2 separate regions of the Rattus norvegicus genome follow, and region 1 is linked to region 2. A link is a contact called in public Hi-C data. All regions are on one chromosome and are shown on one strand. Each heading gives the region's core, a stretch centred on a gene start, on an enhancer-like site or on the middle of the called end of the contact. The rest is flanking DNA. Distances are from core to core; before and after follow the strand shown. Region 1 has its middle 64 kb from the start of Spag6. Region 2 overlaps LOC108353137 (a long non-coding RNA gene).

What was found. A called contact is a pair of places that touch in the nucleus more often than the background predicts.
Region 1: a contact with region 2 is called in a Hi-C map of kidney, with 5 times the contacts expected there. The contact joins two enhancer-like sites. A contact is called at or near these places in 4 of 12 Hi-C or Micro-C datasets (the A7r5 cell line, Schwann cells, kidney and 1 more).

What each region holds. Positions count from the first base shown.
Region 1 is chr17:86,324,459-86,328,460 of GRCr8, forward strand. No RefSeq gene overlaps it. Among named protein-coding and RNA genes, the nearest start is that of Spag6, 64 kb to the left of the region's middle. Within about 2 kb of position 1,728, at least 86 of the 93 cell types and tissues checked have an H3K27ac peak or open chromatin away from gene starts, as enhancers often do. A contact at or near this core is called in the A7r5 cell line and kidney, where this site is marked.
Region 2 is chr17:85,693,698-85,697,625 of GRCr8, forward strand. It overlaps LOC108353137 (a long non-coding RNA gene), which reads left to right. Exons shown (of 3, transcript XR_010059276.1): 1 at 1-3,928. Among named protein-coding and RNA genes, the nearest start is that of Skida1, 20 kb to the right of the region's middle. Within about 2 kb of position 1,549, at least 68 of the 93 cell types and tissues checked have an H3K27ac peak or open chromatin away from gene starts, as enhancers often do. A contact at or near this core is called in the A7r5 cell line and kidney, where this site is marked.

The DNA.
Region 1 (4,002 bases), core at 478-2,977, 630 kb after region 2:
CAAAGCATTGTGAGCTATAGATTGCTGTGAAAGGCTCATAACTTATCTCCTCCTGGTGATTTAAACACAGCTTTGTGAAAATGAGCTAAAAACTTGTAATTAGAGCTGCAGATTAACAGCTTTGTAATTGCAATTGAAAGTGTTTCCTGTTTTACGCAAACATGCATCTCAACTTTTCAAACTTCCAAATGTTGAGAGCATGTAAGAGTCTACGATGTAGGAATTAACTCGCACGAGGAAACACCAAGGGAAACCAAATAACTAGAAGCCCAAACTTTTATCTCCCTCCCAACCCAAATATTTGGCAAGGATCTCAACCGACTGCTTCCTAAACTAGCACTTTAAAGAGACAGTCATCCGGTGCCAAAACAGCGAGAAAAAAAATTTTGTTATGATTGTGAAATCTTTAGGAAAGTATACGTAACACCCAAACACTGCCAAAGAAAAGCTAACCTCGAGGGCAGTTTTAAGTGCTGAGATTCGATGAAAAGATGGGATCCCAGGGCATGAAAAGCAAGGATAAACAGAAAGGAAAACAGATACAAAGTGGCGCGTTAGAGAAAGTACAGCGGACTACTCAGTCGCAGCTTCCAGGCAATCCCATCAGGCCTTGGGAGTGTCCGTGGTAGAAACTGATAGACTGCACAGTGATTGTTTTCCCGCCTCTGTGAAGGTTTGTCTCCTGCTGTTCTAACTTTGCGCTGGGGCCATGGGCAGATAGAGGCACTGTCAGAGCCCCCTATAAGGAAGCAATGTGGAACCCTCACCCTCAATGGTTGGGGGTTACTTGGCAGGGAGGGACCAGGAGAGGGACCATCTGCAGAAAGGCCAGCCCTGGATACTAAACCAGAGGTGGTGGTAGGGTTGGTGGGGCTAAGAGAATCTGGGTTGTTCTTTAGACAACAAAATTGCCATATTGTCCTCCAGGCACAAACTCTTTCTATTGTTAGTACACTAACTTTTAGGGGACTCAGTTCTGAGACTGTGTGCTCTTAAAGCTCAGATTTCCTAAGCAGTAAATAATGCTCCTACCGGCGCCTACCCTAGAAAAAACTTCCCCCCAAAGTGCACACCCTACCTCTGCCAACTTTTGGGGACGTTATTTTGCTTATAGCTCGAACAGAATGAACTCCATGTACCTTCAGTCTGCAGTTCTGTGGATTGTGGCAGCTGTGATGAAACCACCAGTACTTTTGAGATATAAAGTTATTTTTAGCCTCCGGTGTACTTTCATTTTCTGGCCAGGCAAATGCTTTCCCTCTTTACAGTTTGTAAACCTCATAGTCATGGACCCGAGTTGGCCTCGGTCTTTTCTGCGATTTTCCTCATGGTATGCTTTTAGATCCGTGTGAGTTGTCACCTGTATTAACACCGAGTTAATGCTGGGCCACTTCTCGAGGGTGTGGTGTGCTTTTAGACAACTTTACCTGCATGGGCCTCATTCCGCCTCACCATCCTGACCGGAACAGCATTCCAGCTTGGGAAGGGAGCACCAAGCAACTCCTGCTTGTCAAGCCTAAGTGGACAGAGGGGACCAAGGACGTCGTGACGAGGAACAGACACTGGAAGTGGGCGCAGTCACCCTCGGACGCAATCCAGGCCCAGGGCTTCCCCGATGCTGGAGTCATCACACGGGGACACCCTGCGACCGCCTCGGACACCAAGGGCTCCAGCTGGGCGGCCGCCGGGGCACTGGAGTGCAAATGTCTGATCCCGAGGCTCACAGAAGGCAGGAGGCTGACCAATAAGCACCCCGCGCTCGGTCTACGGCTGCAGCTCCCGGAGCCGCGGGCTTATAAGTGCAGGGCTGGCCGCACTACACCGGCGTTTCCCTCCGCGCCGGCGCCGTGCTCCTCCGCGCGCGGACCGCGCTAGTCCCCGGCGGGGCGCTGGGCCCCGGGCTTGTGAGCCTCTCCGCGGGCGCCCTTCCCGCCGCTGCCACTGGGCTCTGGGAGCAGGGTGGCCGCGCCACCGCCGCGCGCTGCACGGAGCTGGCCTTGTTCTGCGCGGCGTCCGCTTGCAGGGCGTCGGGAGAAGGGGGTCGGTGCGCGTGGGGACAGAGCCCGCGGCGCCTCCGCTGCCTTCCCTCCCGGCCCCGAGGCCGACTTTCGTTTTGTGCCTGTTCACGGACTCAGCGGGCCGCTTTGTCTGTCGGCCGAGCCGCGGCCCAGCGGCCTTCCCGGGGCTGCAAGACGGAAAAAGCTGGGGCGTGGGTTTGGATTGTGCGTCACCTTCTCCTTTAGATTCGAGCCCTCGGCCGTTGTCCGCTTTAGGGTTTTGATCGTTGGGTTTTGTTGTTTTCTTGTGCTCAAAATGATCGGAAGCTCTGGCTCCCTGTACCATCATCTTGTGTCAGGAAAAAAAAAAAGGAAAGAAATAAAAAGGAAGGAAGGGGAGAAAAGGAAAGAAAGGAAAATAAACAAGTTTATTTATGAGGCCTCCTCAGATGGGGTGCACAGCCCTTGGCAGAAGCAATGTGACCAGAGAGAGCCTTGGGGCCTGGGGGTAAGGGTGGGAGACTGACCTGCGTTAGAATTAGGTTTGGGGTCCTACCTATGATTTAAGACTATCCAAAGGGAACGTGGGAAGAAGTTGGGTCTAAGAAGTCATCAGGGAAGGCATCTGTTTGCGCATACAACGGGTCAGGAATGAGAAAACAAACAAGTAATAGCAAATAAATAATACTAGCAAGGCAAGATGTGAACTCGAGTTCGGCCTTAGAGCTTCTTGTCTTGCCAATTTCCTCCCACAGCCGTGACATTTTAAACCTTTTGCTAACATTCTATAGTTTACATATTTGCTTATTGCTTTCTCTCCTTCCTGTAAGTGTATGAAAAACAAAACAAAACAAACAACAACGAAAAACAACAAACCAGGAGTTCACTGTTTCCTCTGAAACAATATACTGACAATATACTGGGAGCGTTGCAGATATTTGCTGAATCAGCAAATAAAAGGCATCACTTCAAGGTCCTGAGTTGAGGATAAACACATCACAGGACACAAGGAAAACTGTTCTCAACTCGCATTTATTTATTTATTTATTTATTTATTTATTTATTTATTTATTTAGACTCAAGAACTCATAAGGAATAGCTAAGAGGAAGCCAGATTGCCATTTCATTTTTCAGAGGAAAAAAAAGAGTTCTCTCCTCTGTGCTGCCTTCCTTTCTAGGGACTGGTACTGTGATGTGAATTCACCTAACGTGTATAAGGAAAATGAAAGTCCACATTGTTCTTCAATTACAGATCTCCAGTCACAGATCCCCGCCCCGCCCCCCTCCCAGTATGTGTAAATGTCATAGCATTCATGGCCCGCTGCTGCGGGACTTTGAAGAGTGCCCAGATGGAATTATACACTATTAAAGACACACCTGGACGGTGCTTCGGATGAAAACTGGATGAACCTCCTTTAGCTTAGAGGAAAATGACCTGGAGTACTGAAATGGGACCGCAGAATCTCAGAATAGCCAGCTATCCCCCCAAGGAGTTTTCCTGGATCAATTTGTATTTCTCTGGAAGTTTTGGTTAGGAAAAGTCTGCGCCTTGGCTGGACAGACTTGTAAGTCTGGTCACAGTAGAGGTGGGGAAGCTCTTCATAAGAAATAAGTTTAAGATTCCATGGATTAATGTTACAGTCATTCTGGCAATTATGGCATCCTAGTACGGAACCCTGGAGACATCTTTTGAGGTCATGCTTTCAAGGGTGTTTAACTAGTGAACTATTTAACCAGTGAACATCCAACAGTGTCAGGCACTGGTACAGGTGCCAGGTACAGCAGTGAACAGACAAAAGTGTCCCTGCTCTCCGACAGTCTTCCACTATCCCTGTGCCTTTCCCCTGTTTTAATCATTAATGTGTCATCAGCCTTCTTTACCACCTGGACCTCTTCACTAGTTTTTTTTTTCCTATTTCCTGTCCTTCAACTCATTCAGAATAAAAATATATGAAATAAAATGTGACGAAATAAAACTTAAAGAAAAATAGCCATTTAAGAAGCC
Region 2 (3,928 bases), core at 299-2,798:
AAGAGGTCCTACAGATGGTGGGGCCAAGGGTCCAGAAAATAGCGTCAGCGAGGGACAAATTCCGGGGTTCTGGACCGTCAGGCACGTTTCGCTTGGGGGACCCTTGAGCGTGAGGGTGAGGGAGGACCCACGTCCACCCACAGCCACGAGCGTCATGGAGCATCAGGCGGGTTCCACCTTAAAGAGTCCCGGAGCGCCCAACTGCGGAGACGCCTGGCACCTGCAGGGGGCGCTGCTGCCTCGCGGTTCCTCCCGCGCCGGGGCACAGCGAGCTCCTCGGCCTCCAGGCCTTCGTCCCCGGAGGGGGTGGGGACCCTAGGGGGAGGAAGGGCGCGAGTGCGGCCGCTAGGTAAGGATCCCGAGCCCTTCTGGATAGAGAAACAGCCTCCACAAGGCGCTAGCTGCGTGCAGCCTTCCGTCTTTCGGCCCAGAGAGGAAGTGCAAGCAGAAGCCCTCCCCTGCCCCCACCGCCTTCCTGCGTCCCTCCACCTCCGCTCTCCGACCCCGACCGTGCTTCCCAGACCCTTTGTTCTCCAGGTTGGGAGCGGCTGGGTGGGTTCCCCGGGGAGGAGGTGCCCTCGCTGCACGTGGAGGGGAAGGGATTGTCGCCGGGCTTCCGACCCGCAGTTCTCGCCCTTAGAGTCCCCTTAGCCCCACCGCCCCTTGACTTGGGCAGCTCCGTGTGGGCTTTCCCGCCTCTCTTTCCACGTCGCCGCCTCCCGGGTCTCCAGGAAGAGGAAGGGTAAAGACTGACGCCAGGGGCTAGAGAGACCACGTCTACTTCCAGGCGCGGAGAAGCCCCTGGGACTCGTTTGGGCCTGAACCCACAGCGCCCGCCGCAGGTCACCGAGGGCATACTCGGACCTCGGGCGCACGGTCGCGGCAGCAAGTCCCGTCGCAACCCCTCTTCCTGAGGACCCCAGAGCCCCAGAGGGGAGAATGGGACATTGTATGTCGCGCCCAGGAGTCTGATTGCAAACGAACGCTCTCTCCACCCCACCCTCGGCGGCGCCACCCGCGTCGCCCCTCTGCCGCGCGTGACCCCAAGGGCTTGGGCGATTGTGTCTCCCTGAGTACAGTTACAATTGTGTTCGGCTTAATTTCTTACTCGGCTGAAGGCGTCGCGGAGTAAAGCGAGGGGAGCAGGATGTAGGGTGGGGGAGGGGAGCTAGAGCGGGAAACTGCGGGGGAGGGGAGGGCAACTGCACAGTGAAGGGCTACTACAGGTCCCGAGTCCGAGGTGACCAGGCAGCACCACTCATCCAGGCCCAGAACCTGGGCCCAGCAGCCGTAGCGTGGCAGAGCTCTCCCCAGCCTCGGCCCTGTGCACGAATCTCCGCAGACTGCCATCCTCACTCTTTGCACTCCAGCTCATTTGCGCTCGGCCGGGTTGGGGGAGGGTTCCGCACCAGCAGGGTGTCACCAAGTAGGTGCAGCCGCTGGAGTAGCAGCTCGGCCTGTGGCTGTCAGCTCCAGGCTTACGGGAGCCCCCTCCCGCCTCTTGGCTTGACCCAGGTCCTCACTGGCTGGTCTAAAGGCGCGCTAGCACTTCTCTCCGCAGCGGGTTCCGGGGGACACACCCCATCCCCACCCCCGAGAGCTGGCGGCCAGCTCGGTATGCCAGGCGGCCAGACGGGCGCCCTGCCAAATTCCGCGTTCCTCTCCAGGAGACGGGGAATTGCGTCCCAGGCTCGGGAAAGCCGGTAGTTCGGGCTTGGGACTGGTTTGCAAAGCCTCCCCCCCGCTCCCCCAAGGCGCCAGGGACGCCTCTGCAGGTTGGATTCCTACTCCGTATCACTTCAATTTTAATTAATCTTTTAAAACACCGCTGTCACGTCGCTTGCAGAAAATTAATCAAACTTGAATCCTTGTTGCATAGCAAGAATTTCGATCCAAGTCTTTTAAAAAGGACTTGACTTTGCAAAGTCACGTCTTTTACAGTTCCTTCATTCCCCCTTTAGCAAGGGAAATACTGCAAAAGTCAGGACATGTTTGCTTCTTTCTGCCTTTAAAATGAAACTCTGCTTATTTCTGATCTTTATTTTCCTGTCTTTGAACAAAAAAAAAAGTTAAGCGATAAATTGCCTTACCTCTGTTAATTCGAAATATAATTAGTTTGAATGATCTTTGTTTAAGAGCCCAGATAAACTAAGATAATCTTAATTTTAATGTGACACGACCCCTATTTTTCCTTGTGAATAATGAGAATAAAGAAGTCATTAATTAATACCAAGGTATCTCCATAGAAGACGGTATCTGGTAGCGCCAAGACGCTGAAACATCGGTTGTATTAGTAATTGATACTGTATAATTGAACATGAAGATAGTCGTCTGTTTTTTAACCTCAAAGCTCCGAGTTTATTTGGTGATTACTGAGCTTCTAATAATTAATTTTAGTCCCTTCTTGATGCAAAAATTCTTAGGATTCCCAGTTCCCATGCAACGGAGGATTCTTATTAAAGCCCACCCCTCAAAATGATCGAGGAGCTATATCATGGAGCAACCCTTCCTGGCCCGTTATTTGTAATAAATTTGCCCTATTTTCATGTCTGATTACATTTCCCTGTGCTGTAATTTACGAAAGTACAAGAATATGCCTACTTCTTATTACTGCTTTGTCTCCCCGTCCGCACTCAGTCGGCTCAGCCTAGCACATGATCCCTAAGACGTTCAGCATTTTAAGTTTCTGAGATTTAAAGATGAATCCCATTAAAGAATCAAAAACTTTATACAGAGTGATTGCCACACACCAGACTCTGATCAAACCCACAACCTGCGTTAGCTCACACTTTTCTGTTATTAAGACGGACTTCCCAACACACTCCCCCTTTCCAACATGAATGGAGAAACAGCTACTGCAGTTTCCTGGGCTAAATTTAGTGTTAGCACAACTTTTGGCATTAATATAAAAATCCTCTCCAAAGTAATAAGGTCTTCCAAATAACAATGGCTATTTAGACTCTAGCTGTAAAGTGTCTACTGATTTCTCACCATGAATTTGCTAATGGCCCTGCCTTTTAACCAATCCAATGGGCTATGGTGTTTTTCTCGTGTGTACAAAGTTAAGAAAACCCTCCTCCGATACCTTCCACCAAACACGTGTCACCCCAAGTAAGCATGAAGTTTTTTATACCACATAAATATTCTTAGACCCTGCCCTTCTACGCCCCGCTTAATTATCAGCACTAGTCCTGAAACTGTTGGAAAGGACTTCAGCCTCACATTTTAATTTCCCCTTTACTACAATTAAAACTTTAGGCCAGTGTATGCTGGCGTCATTCCCTTCTCTTGGATCTTATATTTTCCCACTATAATTTAGGCTGAAATGGGATTAAAACAGGATCTAGAGTTCTAATCTCGGTTGAAGTTTTGGTGTATTCACAGCAAATGAGTCCTGTTCCCTGCGGTCATGAAGCTCCCAGATGTCAATCAAGCAAACTGATTCAGAAATGCCATTGTTCGGCTCCCACGTCACTCGCCTTCCTCTCGTTTTATTGAACAATACCGGAGTTCTCTGATCAGTCATTCGGAATATGAGGCATTATCTGGGGAAAATTCACAAAGTGTCTTGATCTTTCTTTGGGAGATACTGTTAAGGGGCTTCCGCAAGGCAGAGAGCTTGTTTATATTTCTGTCTTTGGACAGCACTGTGGATAGGGGGAAAAAGCAAGGAATACCTCCTGAAAGAAAATCATGCCGTAAATCCGTCAAAAATTAATTCGTCCAGTCGAATGTAACATTTCCATTTTCGTATTGTAAGCGTACTTATTTGTTATCTAAGAAAGTATCACGGGGCGGGGTTCAGTTGACATGCCCCCACATCCAACCCCCTGTTTCACCCATCTAATAATACTAATGTGTTTACACTAGTTATCTAAGAATTTATTTGGGAACTGGGAAGAGCTAAGCTAGGCTAGGAAACTCTCTC